Regions from separate parts of the Mus musculus genome. Here all the other regions are linked to region 2. A link is a contact called in public promoter capture Hi-C data. All regions are on one chromosome and are shown on one strand. The core of a region is the stretch at or near the end of the contact, and the rest is flanking DNA. Distances in the headings are between cores, read along the strand shown. Region 1 holds the start of Commd2 (COMM domain containing 2). Region 2 holds the start of Mab21l1 (mab-21-like 1). Region 3 holds the start of Rnf13 (ring finger protein 13). Region 4 holds the start of Wwtr1 (WW domain containing transcription regulator 1).

Evidence for each region. Promoter capture Hi-C pulls out the DNA fragments that hold promoters and counts their contacts.
Region 1: a contact with region 2 is called in a promoter capture Hi-C map of liver, with 4 times the contacts expected there. The contact joins the promoter of Commd2 here to the promoter of Mab21l1 in region 2. A contact is called at or near these places in 5 of 39 promoter capture datasets (cranial neural crest, embryonic stem cells, hippocampal neurons and 1 more).
Region 3: a promoter capture Hi-C map of embryonic stem cells shows a contact between it and region 2, with 4 times the contacts expected there. The contact joins the promoter of Rnf13 here to the promoter of Mab21l1 in region 2. A contact is called at or near these places in 1 of 39 promoter capture datasets (embryonic stem cells), 1 of 15 datasets of contacts at CTCF or cohesin (the NIH/3T3 cell line) and 1 of 115 datasets of contacts at active chromatin or transcription factors (astrocytes).
Region 4: a contact with region 2 is called in a promoter capture Hi-C map of second pharyngeal arch cranial neural crest. The contact joins the promoter of Wwtr1 here to the promoter of Mab21l1 in region 2. A contact is called at or near these places in 6 of 39 promoter capture datasets (cranial neural crest, embryonic stem cells, frontonasal cranial neural crest and 3 more) and 4 of 115 datasets of contacts at active chromatin or transcription factors (the NIH/3T3 cell line, astrocytes, cardiomyocytes and 1 more).

Annotation. Positions count from the first base shown.
Region 1 is chr3:57,649,302-57,653,315 of GRCm38.p6, reverse strand. Commd2 (COMM domain containing 2) reads left to right here and starts at 1,632. Exons shown (of 5, transcript NM_175095.4): 1 at 1,632-1,729; 2 at 1,817-1,894; 3 at 2,543-2,625; 4 at 3,101-3,274. The coding sequence starts at 1,663.
Region 2 is chr3:55,780,152-55,783,982 of GRCm38.p6, reverse strand. It overlaps Mab21l1 (mab-21-like 1), which reads right to left and starts at 1,473. Exons shown (of 1, transcript NM_010750.3): 1 at 1-1,473. The coding sequence starts at 989. All of the region lies in intron 41 of Nbea (neurobeachin), which reads left to right.
Region 3 is chr3:57,734,506-57,738,211 of GRCm38.p6, reverse strand. It overlaps Rnf13 (ring finger protein 13), which reads right to left and starts at 2,155. Exons shown (of 10, transcript NM_001113413.3): 1 at 2,012-2,155.
Region 4 is chr3:57,574,024-57,577,583 of GRCm38.p6, reverse strand. It overlaps Wwtr1 (WW domain containing transcription regulator 1), which reads left to right and starts at 1,708. Exons shown (of 7, transcript NM_133784.3): 1 at 1,708-1,983; 2 at 2,327-2,761. The coding sequence starts at 2,331.

The DNA of each region.
Region 1 (4,014 bases), core at 383-2,882, 1.9 Mb before region 2:
TTGGTAGTGGAATCCTTACTTCTACAAGGTTCATGGCTCTTGTATAGGTCTACAGTAAGTACCAAGACTCTTTTATAGGTGTAAAAAAAAAATCAAGATATCTTAGTCTTGGGCAGTAGCCAGCACTGAAGATACTAAATAGGCAGGTATCCAATTCCTCACCCCTTGGTGATAGACAATTGTGTAGTTCCTGGGCCTGGGGTAGTTGAAAACATTGGCTCCCTAGAACTCAAGAACTCTTTGATTATTTCTAAAATAATTTTTATGACATTAGGAAGAGACAGAGAGTGAGAAAAGGGAGAGAGGGGAGGAGTGAGTTAATATGTGAACACATGTGCCTCAGTGTACGTTGGTGAGTCAGAGAACAACTCATATGTGTTGGTTTTCTCTTCTACCGTGAGGGTTCCAGGGGTTGAACTCTTGTCTTCAGGCTTCACAGCAAGCAGCTTTTATCCACTGAGCTATCTTACCCACTCAGCTATCTTACCCACCCAGTCTGTTTGAATCTTTACCATCTTCTATCCCTCTTCAGTTCCTAAGAAACTGGTTATTTTACGTTCCCCGCCTCTCAGCTCTCCCTCTTCTGCTGGCAAGAGTCAGGCTGTGCTGTCACTTCTATGGCTTGATGTTCAGAATGCTCAGCTGTCGCAGCTGCTGCCACATGGCTGCTTTTATCATTGCTGCTATAGCACTGTATCTGCTTCCAGAAGTGGGCAAGAAAAGACCCCTAGAGAGAAGCCTTTTATTGAGTCCAAAGTTGTAGCAGCAAGGGATACAGTGTAGGGTGTGTCTATCCCTACCTGCTCATGAACTGAGCAGCCAGCTTCTAAATCTGAAGAAATGGTGTTTGCACCATTTGAAGCAAACCTCACATGTAAACAAAGGTATGTTTGGTTAGCATCTTCCCTTTTGTACTAAGAAAGTGCTCCCTTTCTTGCCTAAGTGGACACGTTCACAGGCTTATTTAGGGATCATGAAGGCTTGTGATAACACAAAGTCCTACACAAACTGTTCAAAACTACCCTAGTTGGGGCTGTATCTTCAGAAATTAATGCAAAGACCTCTGCTCATAGTGTAGTCATAGTGTAGTTTCTTCAAGGTATTTGTGGAGTGTACAAAATAGTCACTACATATATATTTATGTATATATACATGTAATATACGTATACATATATACATATATATACACATATATATACATATACACATACACATACATATACATGAGTATATGTATATACATATACACATATACACATACACATACATATACATATACATGAGTGTTATATACCCAAAACTAGAGTTAGTGATGGTTGAGAACGTGAGTACTGGAACCGAATCTGGTTCTTCTGCAAGAGCAACAAGAGATCTTAACCACTTAACCACCATCTCTCCAGCACTACATATTACACTTTTGCAGGATGGCTCATGAATGAGTGGAAGACTTGTACCTTCAACTCTTTTAACCAGCGTTCACTGCCTACCTTCACTCCTATAGAGTGAACCGGACGATACCGTGCTCCTAGGACTGCCAGCAACCGGAACCCAAAGCATGGGCTGTACCGCGACGCCCGCCGGAACTTCTTTTTGCCTGCACAGAGGTCGGAAGTGGTGAGGGCGGGGCCGGCGCCGGGTGGCAAAGTCTGAAGAGCCGCTAAAATGCTGCTGGATTTGTCCGAGGAGCACAAGGAGCACTTGGCCTTCCTGCCGCAAGTGGACACTGCAGGTAAGTTAGTGCTTGCGGGGTGCTTGCGGCGGGGACAACCCGGGGGACAGCCCGGCACTCACAGCCTGCTGCTGACTTCCGTTGCAGTGGTCGCCGAGTTCGGGAGGATCGCCGTGGAGTTCCTCCGACGGGGCTCAAACCCGAAGATCTACGAAGGCGCCGCCAGTAAGAAAGGGGGAGGACGGGCTCTGTCTGTGGAGCTGGAGAGTGCGATCCATTCTCTTTCTCCGCAGGAGTCTTTGCAGGTCCTAGGGTCTTGTTCCTTGTTCCTCTTAAAACCCCGCAGAGCAGTCAGTCAAGGCGCACACTGCAAGGAGCTGCGCGCTTTTATAACTAGTGTGGAACAAATATCTTCATATTTAAAATGAATACAGTGCCACCTGCCTTTTAGAAATATTCTGGTGCTTAATAAAATACCGCATGCTGAAGAAGTGGAACTGTCATCGAAGTGTTTAGTAAACATTTGCTACCCAGAAACTGCTTTTTTTCTAAGCTGGGGGGGGGGGGGTGGTGGTGGTGGTGGTTGAGATTAAGAACATCTCTACTGACTTCTCCTTCTGCCTGGGTTGAAGGGGCTTTGTGTGTCTGTTCACAGGTTTGTGTTTTGTTAGGCTGACTTGGAGGGAAATAGCCAAGGCCCCTGTTAGTGGAGTGGGTTAAGAAGGAACAGTAGTCTCCGCTTAACTCATTTTTATTGTATAGTTTGAAAACAGAGCAATTGAATGTGTTTATTTTTAAACAAATTGATAATCTGTTTATTTCTTCACCACCCCACCACCACCACCACCACCACCACCACCACCACCACCTTAGGAAAACTGAACGTGAGTAGTGACACTATCCAGCATGGTGTGGAAGGATTAACGTATCTCCTCACCGAGAGCTCAAAGCTTATGGTAAGACTTCTGAGAGCTGTATTGTATCACCCAGATCCTTTCAAACTGGCGCCTATTACAATATTTCTAACTCATAATCGAATTTGTGCAGTATACCAAAACAGTGCTATTGGCGTTATCTAATATGAATTCCTCTTGCCGGTTTAAATTATAATTGTCTCTATTTCTGCATCATGTGCCATCACCCATGTATGTCAGGAGATGGGAGAATGAAATATTGCATTTTTAAAAATGTATCAGCAGTCATTATCTGGCTTGATGGAAAAATATTAAATAAAATTAGGCATCTTAATTTCTTTCCTATTTTAATAAGGTTATTTTGTATATTAGTAACTTGGATTTCAGAATGGTGGGTCTTTAAGGAATGTTCTAAATAGAATTAGAGGATATAATGTACTTGTGTGTGTAGAAATGGTTTAGCATTTACTAGACAAAGATAAATTCCAGTGTTCTGTTGAACTCAATTTACCTTTAGATTTCTGAACTGGATTTCCAAGACTCTGTCTTTGTTCTGGGATTCTCTGAAGAACTAAACAAATTATTGCTTCAGCTCTACCTGGACAACAGAAAGGAGATCAGAACTATTCTGAACGAGTTAGCACCTCGTCTTCCCAGTTACCATAGTCTTGAGTGGCGGCTAGATGTACAGGTATGGCTTTTCCTTTTCTTAAATCTGTTATTTACCAACTTAACCAAGCTCTGGTGTGAAAACGAAAATGTAGATTTTAATGGTCACTTTGGGTCATTTCACAAGTAGCTCATTTCCTTTTATTTCTAATTTGATTTACTGAGTTTAATTTGCAAAGGTTTTAAATTTGTTTTTATTACATGTGTTTACTTAATGTATGCGTACATGAATGTCACTTGTGTAGAGGTCAGAGGACAGCTTTCAGAAGTTTGTCCGAAGGGACTGAACTCAGGTAGTCAGGCACAGTAGCAGTTGTGCAATCTGAAAAGTTGTTAAGAAGTCGTTTAGAAGAAAGTATGGTTTACAAAACAGACTTGTTTGTTTGTGTTGCTTTGGTTTTTGGCAATGCTTAGTTTAAAAACACAGTTCTCTCTTGTACACAAAGAAAAGTGTACAAGTCTGTGTACTCAATATCACATAGTCACAAACTCAAAATAGATGTGACCGTGACCAGGACCCCAGAGACATCTTTTTTTTTACCTCCTATTAATGATTGTTCCTTCCCTCCTCTCCAAAGGTAACCACCATCGGAAGTATTTAATGCAGTTTTTTTTTTTTTTTAACTCATTTTATCTGTGCACACATGCAGTGACTGAGGCAATCCTCCTATATAGGGCCGGGGTTAGTTCTGGTAGTGCATTCTCCTAGTGTATTCGAGGCCCAAGCTTGAATCTCTAGCACCGGAACAAAAAAACTTACAC
Region 2 (3,831 bases), core at 224-2,723:
TTGCCTTGAAACAGATCTAAGTTCGGTAAGAAGTAATGGGGACACCGCCGGCACTGCAGGCATGAGATGAGCTGCAGAAGAATTCCGTTCAGCCGATCGCCCAGGCAAGATTCGTCCCAGTCCGACTCTCGAGGATGCTTCTCGCACTCGTAGGACACCAGAGTCTTCATGTGGTAGTTGTTCAGGGGCTGGCCTGGCAACTCCAGGTGGCGATCACGCAGGGTTTTCAGGATAGAGAGGCATTTCTTCCTGCAGCCCCCCATCTGCAGTCTGTTCTCGGCCTCTGCAAACTGCAGCACCCAAGCATCGCTCTCAGCCGAACTCTGCTTGCCGGCCAGGGAGTGGCACTCCTTGGACAACAAATTGAACCCTTCAGCCTTAACCTCTGCCACCCGGTTGGGTCCTGGCCAGGGGATGTGGGGAAGCGGCCAGTGGGCAGCACTCCGCGGCCAAATCCCGGTGCATTTAAAGGCCGGGGTGATCTGCACCACATACCTATCTCGGATTCTCAGTTTCACTTCGCTCGTGTCAGCCACCATCTTTACTACATCTCTGTAGCTACACTTGTCCACCGCCTGAGCCACCAGTGTCTGAAACCTGGAACGGATTTTGCGTGCCGAGAGGTAGCCAGAGGCGGTGATGAATTCCACCCAGAGGGACATGCTCCTCTTGCGCCCATCGCTCAGTTTCAGCACCGCACAGCCAGGCAGGGAGCCGTCGTCCACGAAGTTAAACACCCCCATCTGGTTCAGATAGAGTACCACCTCGAACTCGGTGGGAGAGATAACCTCCAGGCCCTCGTAGCGGTTGTCCATCTCATTGAGGGAGCTGATGAAACGCGGTTCCTGCACTTCAACCTCCTTCAGGACGTCGGAGACCACTTTGCAGACTTCCCGGATGGTTTTGGCGATGGCAGCTTTCCTGGCCTGGCATTTCTCGTTGTAGTACTTATTCAGGTGGTAGACCAGCTTGGCCTGGGCCGCGATCATGTTGGGGCAGAGATCCGGATTGTACACCGGAGTCTCGCAATAGGCTGTGGGATCCAATGCGGCTGCTAGCGCTGGAGCCAACTTCGGTGGAGAAAGGGGACCACGCTCAAAAGGCACCGAGCCTCTCTCGGACTAGCTGCAGCAGGGGGCCGCCCTGCCCTGCTGGCCTTTTTTCCCCCGCTCGAGACTAGCGGGTCTTAAAGTGAAAGGCTGAGCTCTCCCCTTTTCTCCCCTCCGCTAAAGAATCCGTGTCAGAGAGAGACGCGTGGAGAGAGCACCTTCTCGGTAATAAAAACAAAAGTTATGCTGAGACCCAGCAAAGCTCTTCCAGTAGTCAAAATAATCACCCCTTTCCGTATTTATTTACGTTTTCCCGTAATCATGGTGTGTGCAGGACTGTTAATCAGGTAGAGGAAAAGTGTGCAGAGTGTGCGTCGGGGGTGAGTGTGTGTCTGTCAGAAGAAGCTGCTGTTGGTTTGTGTAAGAGCCCAGATGCACTCGTGTGGAAATTATAAAGGCAGGGCCAGGCAGGCGGGCGGCCAATCGCCACTGGGCTCGTCACGACAGCCTCCTCCAGCTTCAGCCCGGCTAATTAATCCCCCCTCGTGGATAGAAGCATAGAAACCAAAGGTAGGAAACTGCTGCCGGCAGAAACCCACCCAGGCCACCTAGACAGGTTGAAAAGCAAGATGAAATCTCCCAGCTTTGGTATAACTTGAAGCATATTGACATTTGGAAAAGACTTGGTGAAGACAAGTGGTTCTCTTTGCTGAAAAGCCCACTTGTCTGTTCACCTCTGATGAGCTATCCAGTTGTACTAATGGTCATCCACCAATTAGCGAAGTCAAAGGGGCTTCTAGAACAAAGTCACTAACTTGCATTTAGAGTAAGGTAATTAATGCCCGTTAATCCCTGGGGTCTTTTTAGTGCAAGTTAGAACTTTGCTTACTGACTGACTGCTGGCTTCAGCTGGGGGAGTTCTTTAGTCTTCACTCGTGTTCGTGTTCGCAGTCAGAATGTTTCCAAACCTTAGGCAGAGTCTCTTCTCTTTTTAACCTAGGTTTTCCCCATTTGCATTTGCTGAGAGGAATTTAAGAAGTATTGCTCAACGGAGTCGATGATATCTACCCAACTAAAAATGGAGCCTTTTAATTAAAACAAGTTCACCTGTTTGCAGTTTCCCTTGTCTGTAGCTAGATTGGCCAGTGCTGAAATACCAGACAGCAGATAGGGCTGTATGCTGTAGTGGAAACACTTCCTGAAGGTGTTTTCTGAGATTTAGAGAAAGCTTGAGTGCCATCTCATAGTGAGCTGTCTTGTAGAGAAGGATCTAGAGAATTCACAGAGATGAGCTTGCTTGGCACTGGAAGGTGTGGCCATTACAGTTTGTTTGCCCCTGCAGGCTTAAAGATGGATCTTCCACCTCAGAAACCCTCAGTGGTGACCAACAGTAGGTTCCTAATCTTATGGGATGTAATAATTTGATTATGAGAAAATGGCTAATGGCTTCCAAAAAAAATAATTTGTAACCATTCAGGTTAGGGATTTTTATTATTTATTTAAGTTTCATCTTGGAAATTTCAAAGAAATGAGCTTTTCTTTTTGGAACCTGAGGAGCTTTTGGATTTTGGAACCCTAGGGAGGGTTTTATAGGTCGCTCTTCCTTCCAGTACCATGACCAGTTGAGTCCTCAGTGCACATGAACTAAAGATAGGGTAGTTAGGGCTTATGTCGTAGTTTTCAGTTCTCTGCCTTTAGTACAAAGTTCTGTTAATTTCAAATTAAGAGAATTTTCAGTGCCCGGGTATGGTAGCACCTGTGTACGCACTGTTAATGGGCTACTGCTGAAGACTCCCACCTTTTAAGCATCACAGGGCCAGCTCTAATTTCGTTTCTTGTTACCCAAGAGTGATAGATTCCGAATTAGATTAAAATAGTACATCACATTTGGCGCTTAGATGGCCTCCTACTCCATTCCCCAAGACCATTCCCTTGGGAGAGGGAACTGGGGACCTGCAAAGCCCCTCCCCAGTTTGCAGGCATCGCGGGTGAATGCGCAGCTACCTTTTGGCAGCTGAAGAGGGGCTGGAAGAGGCAACCCAGAGCGCCAGATCAACAAGAAAGAGCTGTGCGGCAGGCAGGGAGCAGCCGCTGGGGACGCGTAGTTCCCCAGGATGGGGTGCGACGGGCAAGCGCTCTCCCCACAACCCTTGCGTATACCCTACCCCACCCAGCTGTCTTCCTTGGCTCATCTGCTCTCAGGCTAATTGTAAAGCTTTCTGGGTGTCTGGATGACCCCCACTCACATCCATCGCTGCAAAACACTCTCGGTGCCCTTCGCTCTCATCGCCTGCCCGCCCTCGAATGGCCCCAGCCAAGCGTGTGCTGTACTCAGAACACCCAGGAATACTTGGCCCTCACCTTCCCGGGTGAGCGCGCGCCCCGTGCCTCACCCCGGACTATGGGACTCGATGTAGCTTCGACGCCGAGGCCTTGGTTCCCTCAGTCCAACAGAAGGACTCAGGATCCCACGGCCGCCGACTGCAGCCAGGCGCAGGTGGCGCATCTTTCTGGGCTCGCTGTGCGGCTTAATTGGGTTAAGGCGAAGCTAAACACCGAAGCATTCTGCGCAAACTAATTGATGCAACTGAGGCCTTTTCCGAACGATTTTCGCTTGGAGCAAGAGGACTAAGAAACTAGAGTGTTGCGGGCCAGGCTGGCCAGCGTCCTGAAGCACCCTCCACGCCCGGAGCCGACAGTGATTTACATAAAACCGGACACTGGGCGGCTGCTGTCCCTGTGGGTTGACTGGGAGGCTTAGAATAAAGCTAGATTGTCTCTC
Region 3 (3,706 bases), core at 906-3,405, 2.0 Mb before region 2:
TTATCAAGCCAGTTAATACACAGTCTTAATAAAAACTACAAAACATAAAGTATCTTGCTCAACTCTATAAACCTACCCCAAGAGGCAAACACCTACTCTACCCTCACTTTGCTGAACTTAGTGCCCAAAAGCTGATATAAACTCTGTTAGCCTCAGATGCAGAAACATCAAAGGAAGTAAGCTGCAAGCTAGCAAGAAGCTAGGCTCCTCTAAAATCCTTACAGAAATAACAAGGATAAATGAGTAGTTAGCCCCAAACCTTCCCATATTCCATTTCCCTAAGCACGGACTTTATTCACATTACTTCCACTGCACATCGAGACACCATTTTGACTTCAGGTAAGGCAGAGGAAAACATACACATATGACTAAGACAACTAACTTTCCCTATACAAAGACTATAGTCTATATAATCAATTCAAGGAAGCATAACTATGATACAGACATATTTTATTTCATTTAATCTTCACAACTTCACCCTTTTTTCATTTTTTTTAACTTTCTCACTTATTGTGTGTGTATGACTTGGGAGGTAAGACATATACCACAAGGTTCATGTGGAGAGCCGAGGACAGCTTTGTGGAGTCAGTTCTCCCCTTCTTCCTCTATGTGGGTTCTGGAAATCTAATCCAGACCATTAGAACTGCAGGGCCAGCTCTACTACTCACCAAACATCTCACTAGCCCTTTCCATATTTACTGATGTCACCCAACACTGGAGGGTAAGTCTAGTCTGATTCCCAAATTTGAAACTCTTTGGAAACAGTTTTTTGTTTTGCTTTGCTTTGCTTTTTGCCTGATTCTACAATATTACACTTTATATCTTCCTCTTGACCCGCATAAAAACAAAAACAAAAACAAAAAAAAAACTATACCTGAAATTAACTCTATGGCCATAGATTATAAAAAGAAGAAAAAAGTCTATTAATGAATCCCTGTGGCCCTCCACACTCAACTCCTATTTAAAGACCACAGTCCTCTGAAATGAATTCTTTTTGACCCATTAAAAACTGTCTTTAAACAAGGCTTGATGGCTAGTAATTCCAGTACTGAGTAAGCTGAGGCAAAAGAATGGAAGTCTGAGATCAGACTGGGCTACATGTAAGGACCATGTCTCAAATAAATAAACAATGACCCTGTGGCCAATTAAACTCTCAAAAGTTCTTCCCTAAATCTTTAAATAGCCTGTCTCTACTGGCTCTTGGGAGGCACGGCCACTTTACTGTATTGTATCAGAAAGTGCAGCTGTCTTCTGGGCACTGCTGAAAGGAACGCAGTTTCCACTGGAACTGCTGCATCACTGGTAGAAAACAGTATAATCCAGGCAGGTTTGGGGCAGACATCAGCCTATAGCAGCTGCCCACGGTGCTGAAATTGAAGATTAAAATGGGAGTTATGGAAATTAACTACTGCCAGATTAGAAGAAAATAGGGCAATTGACCATAAGCAAGCAGAGAACATGCAGCAAAGTTGTTTCCCTCTCAGGGGCAGATCAATTCAATAAGCGTCCTTGCAAAAAAGTTCGGACTTCCAACATTGGGTAGGAAAAAAAAAAAAAAAGGCAGTATGTGGCCCTAGCAAGGTCACGTCCAAGCCTGTGAGCTGAGCTTTTACGGAAGGAAAGGGGAGTGGGTGAGAAAAGGAAGGAAGCAAGCGATGAGATTTTCTTCTTCTTCTTTTTAAAGACAAAACAGCCCGAGAGTATTTTCGCCGAGGACTTAAGAGGCAAGTCCTGGACTAGAGAAGTCTTCCAAGTATCTTTCCAGGCCACGGGGACCTCTGGAAGGGGCCGTGGGAAGCAAAATCCATAGCCCGACAACTTCAGATCTACCAGCCCGCAGGATGGGATGCTAAGGACTCCTCTCCCGCACGGGCCTGTGCTGTCACTGCACGTAGCAGAGGAGCCCGACCGTCCCCACCTCGGGCTACCGCACCCAGGCCGGAGTGGGTGTGTTCTCCCGGCCAGGCCCGACAACCCCCGCCTACCGCTGCGGAGCCACGCTGGTTCTTACCTGAAGTCCGCCCCCGGAACCTAGGCTCACGGCCACCCAAGAGAAGTCGCTACCCGGACTTCATGACTGAGTATCCGCACTGAGCCCCTACCCAAGCAAGTCGGAGAAGGGACCACAACAGCGGGCAAGCGGAAGTCCCGCCTCCCATGCCTCATTGGCCCATACTCGGAGGTAAAGAAATATTATTGGGCTGTGATGTTGCCCGTCACGGCCCCGCCCCTCTCGCGGAGTCGCGCAGCCTGCCTCTGCTGGGTTGGGAGAATTGCCCAGTTTTTGAGTGTCGTTCTGAACCGCGTGATACATCATCCCTATTAGGAACGGGGAAGATGAGGGAGGGACGGCTTTTGGAAGCCCTGGGTGCGGTGGAGAAGCCACCCTGGACTGCCCCAGCCTGATCCGCAGATGATTGGCTTGCAGAGTGAGGCCCTAGCGAAGGCTGTGTGTCTGAGTGGCCCGCAGCGATCCGAGGCCGAAGAGCCGCGAAGTGTCTTGCACCCTCCCGGGAGAGGGCCGATGAGGGCGGGGAACTCCGGGTGACGCCTTGCGCTGGAATCCAGGTCGGGTTAGAACTAACCGCCCGAGGTTTATGCAAGAACCACGAGGCCTGGCAGGGAGCCGGGCTGATCAGCTCACTGCTTGACTAGCCAAAGTCCAACCACGCGATTCAGTCCTCAAAACAGCCTTTCAAAAACCATGTCACCTTTTGAGGAACGAAAATCTCATCCCTTGAGTTCTCATACTTTTTCACCCCCTAGTCTGAAAAAGCAGAGTTCTTGGATTGAAATGACCTATTGGGCCATCAACATTAACAGCTCCTAAACTACTGCCTTTTGTTTTTAATGCGGTTTGATGCAAAGATTCTGACATGCCCTAATCGAACTGGCCCTAATAAAGCATCTTTGAGGCCCATACTGGCATCAAATATTTAATTAACATGTTTGGATTTTGGTTGTGGGGGGAGTTATTACAGGAATGTAAGTTGTTTATAGCCTCGTTTGCTTCAGGAGCCCTAAGTAGGTGGGGAACAAGAATAGAAAGATTTCCTATTCTTTTTTCTTGTGCCTTTTAAACTAGAATCTACTCTAAATACCACTCAAGCAATTTAAGAAAACAAATGTAAGGGATTGAAGATTGAGTTCACAGTCAGCACCCAGAGCACTTGCCTAGCAAGCACTAGACTCTGGGTTACAGAAAAGGGAGGGAACAAAAAAGAATCAGATTAGAATAATAAGGACCATCAAAAACATTTTCAGCTGCATAGCCCATAATTGTATAGTTAATGTATTTTTCATGTATTGGGAAGAAGACATTCACAACTATATAACTGTGCTTTGACAAAGTCATGAAGGTCGAGATTGGGAATATTGTTATGAAGGCTAGAGTACTATACAGAGAGGTGCTATATCTTTTGATGCATCTTTAATTAAATTCTCTCAAAATGGTTTTCTATATTAAATTAGATTTCTTCCATAATATAAAAGTTTTTTTAAGGACAAAAAATAAAGCCAGTTGCTAATTCCTTAAATAGAAACTCTTAAGAAGAGAACATTTTGCTTCTGTATTCAGTCTGCTCTGTAATCCATGGTAAATATATAGTTCTCTCAGAAATAAGCAAGGTAATGTATTTGTGTTGCACTTGGGCAGACTAATGGTGATATATATATATATATATATATATATATATATATATCCCTT
Region 4 (3,560 bases), core at 459-2,958, 1.8 Mb before region 2:
CCAAAGCATATCTTATTATCTTTAATGAACGGCAAAATTTTATATATGCCCAGGAATGAATTATTTTAAAATCAATTTATGATTATCAGTAAATGTTTGATTCTTACCTATTTTATACAAATATAGATTAGGGTCAGATAGATAGTTTTTCAGGCAAAAAGGGGTCATGATTGAAAAAGTTCAAGAGGCCTTAGTATAAGACCACTTGCCATTTTGGGAAAAGTCTGTAAGGGACCTGGAGTCACAGCTCATGTATGGGTACTGGGATAGGACACAGCTAATCAAAGATGGTCTCAAAATTAAAAAAAAATGTGTTGGGGGCTCATGTGGGGGCTAGAGTTGGTTCTCTCCTTCTACCATGTAGTGTGTGGGATTCGAACTCAGGTTGTCAGAATTGCCTGAAAGGATCTTTTCCAGCTGAGCCACAGTTTTGTTCTCTCTTCTGTCTTAAAGTAAAAATGATGGAGTGGCTTGCATTTGTCCCTTCACCTTGCTGTTAGGTCACAGTTGTCTTCATTTTCCTGTAGCACTGTCAACTGTGGATTTAATTTTGACTTTTATGTCTCTCTTTAATATGGTGAGGCACAGTGCCTGCATTTGATACAATTCTGCTGACAAACTTCCATGCAGCCTTGGCTAAGCAAAGTGCTTTGCGTGTATTGCCTCATTTAACCTATCTAATAAACTTGTCTATTAGAATCTGTGGGTCGGGTAGGGGCTTTCTGGAATGTAACTTAAAAAGCAGCCACCCTTTCTTGGAGAGAAGGAATAGTTGAGCAGCTGGCAGTGGGAAGGGCAAGGCCTCCTCCCTCTTCCCGGCAGCTGTCTTACCAGGCCAGACCTCCTCTCTCCAAAGGCTGGGGTCTCCACCTCTGGCCCATGTCCAGTCGGGTGGGAGGCTGTGTGGCTTTTTCCGGGTCACTGGCACACCCTCTCTATCCTAGCCACCTGCCCCTGTTCCATTCCAGTTCCAGGCTCCCTAGAGCGACCCAGGGACATTCCAATCCTCCCACTACCCTCGCAAACGCCGCGGGAGGAGGGAAGGGGGCGCAATTGCTTGGCCTTCTAGAACGCAGCTTTGTCTCGGCCTTCTAAGGATTGATGAAAGGCTTGAAAGTTGGTAGTTTACAATCGACTCCTCGGTGAAGCCGCATCTTCAGCAACAGCGGCACTTTTTGGGAAACCGTCTCGCAGACAACTGAAAGCCAAACAGCCAAGTTGTCTCCCCAGCAGACCAAATATGGTCACAAGCGTTAAGCAGCCTTCCGTGGAAAGTCTGGCCTCGCGGGTGTCTCCCTGAGCCAGGGTGCGCCCCGGTCCGACCTCTGGCAGATCCGCGCCCCGTGCCACATTCCGGGTGCTGGGCGCTCCCCTTAAGACGAGGGCAAGCGCTCAGGACAGACTCATTCTGGGCCTTGGACCCTCAACCGAGGGCCCTCCGTTATTCTCCGATTTGGTTTTTGTCCATAACCCCTTGATTTAACAGGCTTGAACCATTTTCTCTTTGATCCCGCCCCAAGTCAGTGGTAAACTCAAAGGAATGCAGATAGGCGCTCGGCGGGAGAGGTCGGAGCGGCGCGGCGGGGCGGGGGCACGGTCTCTCCCGAGCTGCGAAGTGCCCAGCCCACCCCCGCCAGCCGGGCTAGGGTGGGAGGAGGAGGAAGAGGAGGGGCGTGGGGCAGGCTGGCTCCGGCCAGGAGGTCATGCATAATTCAACAGCTCCACTTTCGGCCCGCCTCTTTCCTAAGGGTGGGAGTTTGCTTCAAACTTTGTTTATGGGACAGTCCGGGAGCCGCGGCGGCTGCGCTCGTCTACGTCTTCTCTGTCGCCTCCTCGCGCAGTGGGAGCGCCCGAGGCCGGTTCCGGGGATGTAAGAGGATAAGCCTTCGGCTGCTGGGAATCCGCTCGGGATCTGCCAGCCGGGACCGGGTTCCAGCTCGTCAGTTCGGGAGGCGCCCAGGCTTGGCTTCCCCGAGTCCCCAGGTAGCTCCCGCCGCGCCCCGCACCCTCTGTGGCGTCCGGCTCTTAGACGACCGCAGTCGGGACGCCTGGGGTTGCCGGTGGGGGTATTGGGCAGGGGAAGCTGCGACTGGGTCTGGTGCAGGCACCCCCCCCCCCCTTCCTCCCGCGGCTGCCTGCTCAGGGGAGCTTCTCTGTTGCGGGAAAGTTGCATAATCTCGGAGGCCAGGGGCGCCCCCTCCCCCACCGGCTGGTCCCTGGACCCATACCTAACTGTCTCTAGGTTCTCTCTGTCCTTCCCCGGGACTACCCCCTCCTCCTCTGACTTGCACCAAAAGGCTGATCTGATCTTTCTTTTTTCTTGTAGAAAGATGAATCCGTCCTCGGTGCCCCATCCGCTCCCGCCGCCAGGGCAGCAAGTCATCCACGTCACGCAGGACCTGGACACCGACCTCGAAGCCCTCTTCAACTCTGTCATGAACCCCAAGCCCAGCTCATGGCGGAAAAAGATCCTCCCGGAGTCCTTCTTTAAGGAGCCCGATTCCGGCTCGCACTCGCGCCAATCCAGCACAGACTCATCAGGCGGCCACCCGGGGCCTCGACTAGCTGGCGGCGCGCAGCACGTCCGCTCGCACTCGTCGCCCGCATCCCTGCAGCTGGGCACCGGTGCGGGAGCCGCTGGAGGCCCTGCACAGCAGCATGCACATCTCCGCCAGCAGTCCTATGACGTGACCGACGAGCTGCCGTTGCCCCCCGGGTGGGAGATGACCTTCACGGCCACTGGCCAGAGATACTTCCTTAAGTAAGTCTGCCGGCAGTCAAGAGGGGCAAAGTTGTGATGCCCTGGACGCTCGTGTGTTCGTGGCGTGTGTGTGTGTGTGTGTGTGTGTGTGTGTGTGTGTGTGAAAGAGAGACAGAGACAGAGAGAGAGAGACAGAGAGAGACTGAGAGACTGACTCTTCCAAGGTGCTTCAGAGATCTGCTAAGATAAAAAAGTAGGGGATGAATCTCTGGGAGTTGTACTTGACTAGAACAGAGAACGTTTCATGAAGTGGAAACTGCTTAAGCCCTAAGAGATCCAGGCCATTGGAAAACTTAAACTTGGGGAAAGGAATTTTGAGCGACTTTGGCCTAAATCTGGGTCTTAGGCCCTTAGCGCCTTCACTTAAGTTAGCTAGCTCACAGCCAGGTGAGTAGGTGGTCTGGGTTCTTCAGTCACTCAGGAAAAGCAAACCGGAAAAGAACACAGTGCCTGGTGGGCTTTACCTCTCCCAGCTGATGACGTAATGACCACACAGCACAGTAATGTAATTACCAACCGCACTGTAAAGTAGTTATGGGCTGGACCAACAAATTGTGTGGAAATTGGGTCAGGAGTCTTATGTTACACTTGGTAACCTAAAATACCGTCACGGCAGGGCAGTAGTGTGCGTTGTCATCCTTCATGCCCTATCTGCCTAGCTTTTTGAGGTTGTGAATTTTACATTAGATCCAGCTTTTTGAATTAGATCGAACAGAGAAATGTATTCTCAATTGCTAGAGGGAGTTCTTGAGGGAAAGCCGGGGCTGGCACTTGAATTGTTATCAGAACCAGTGAGGTC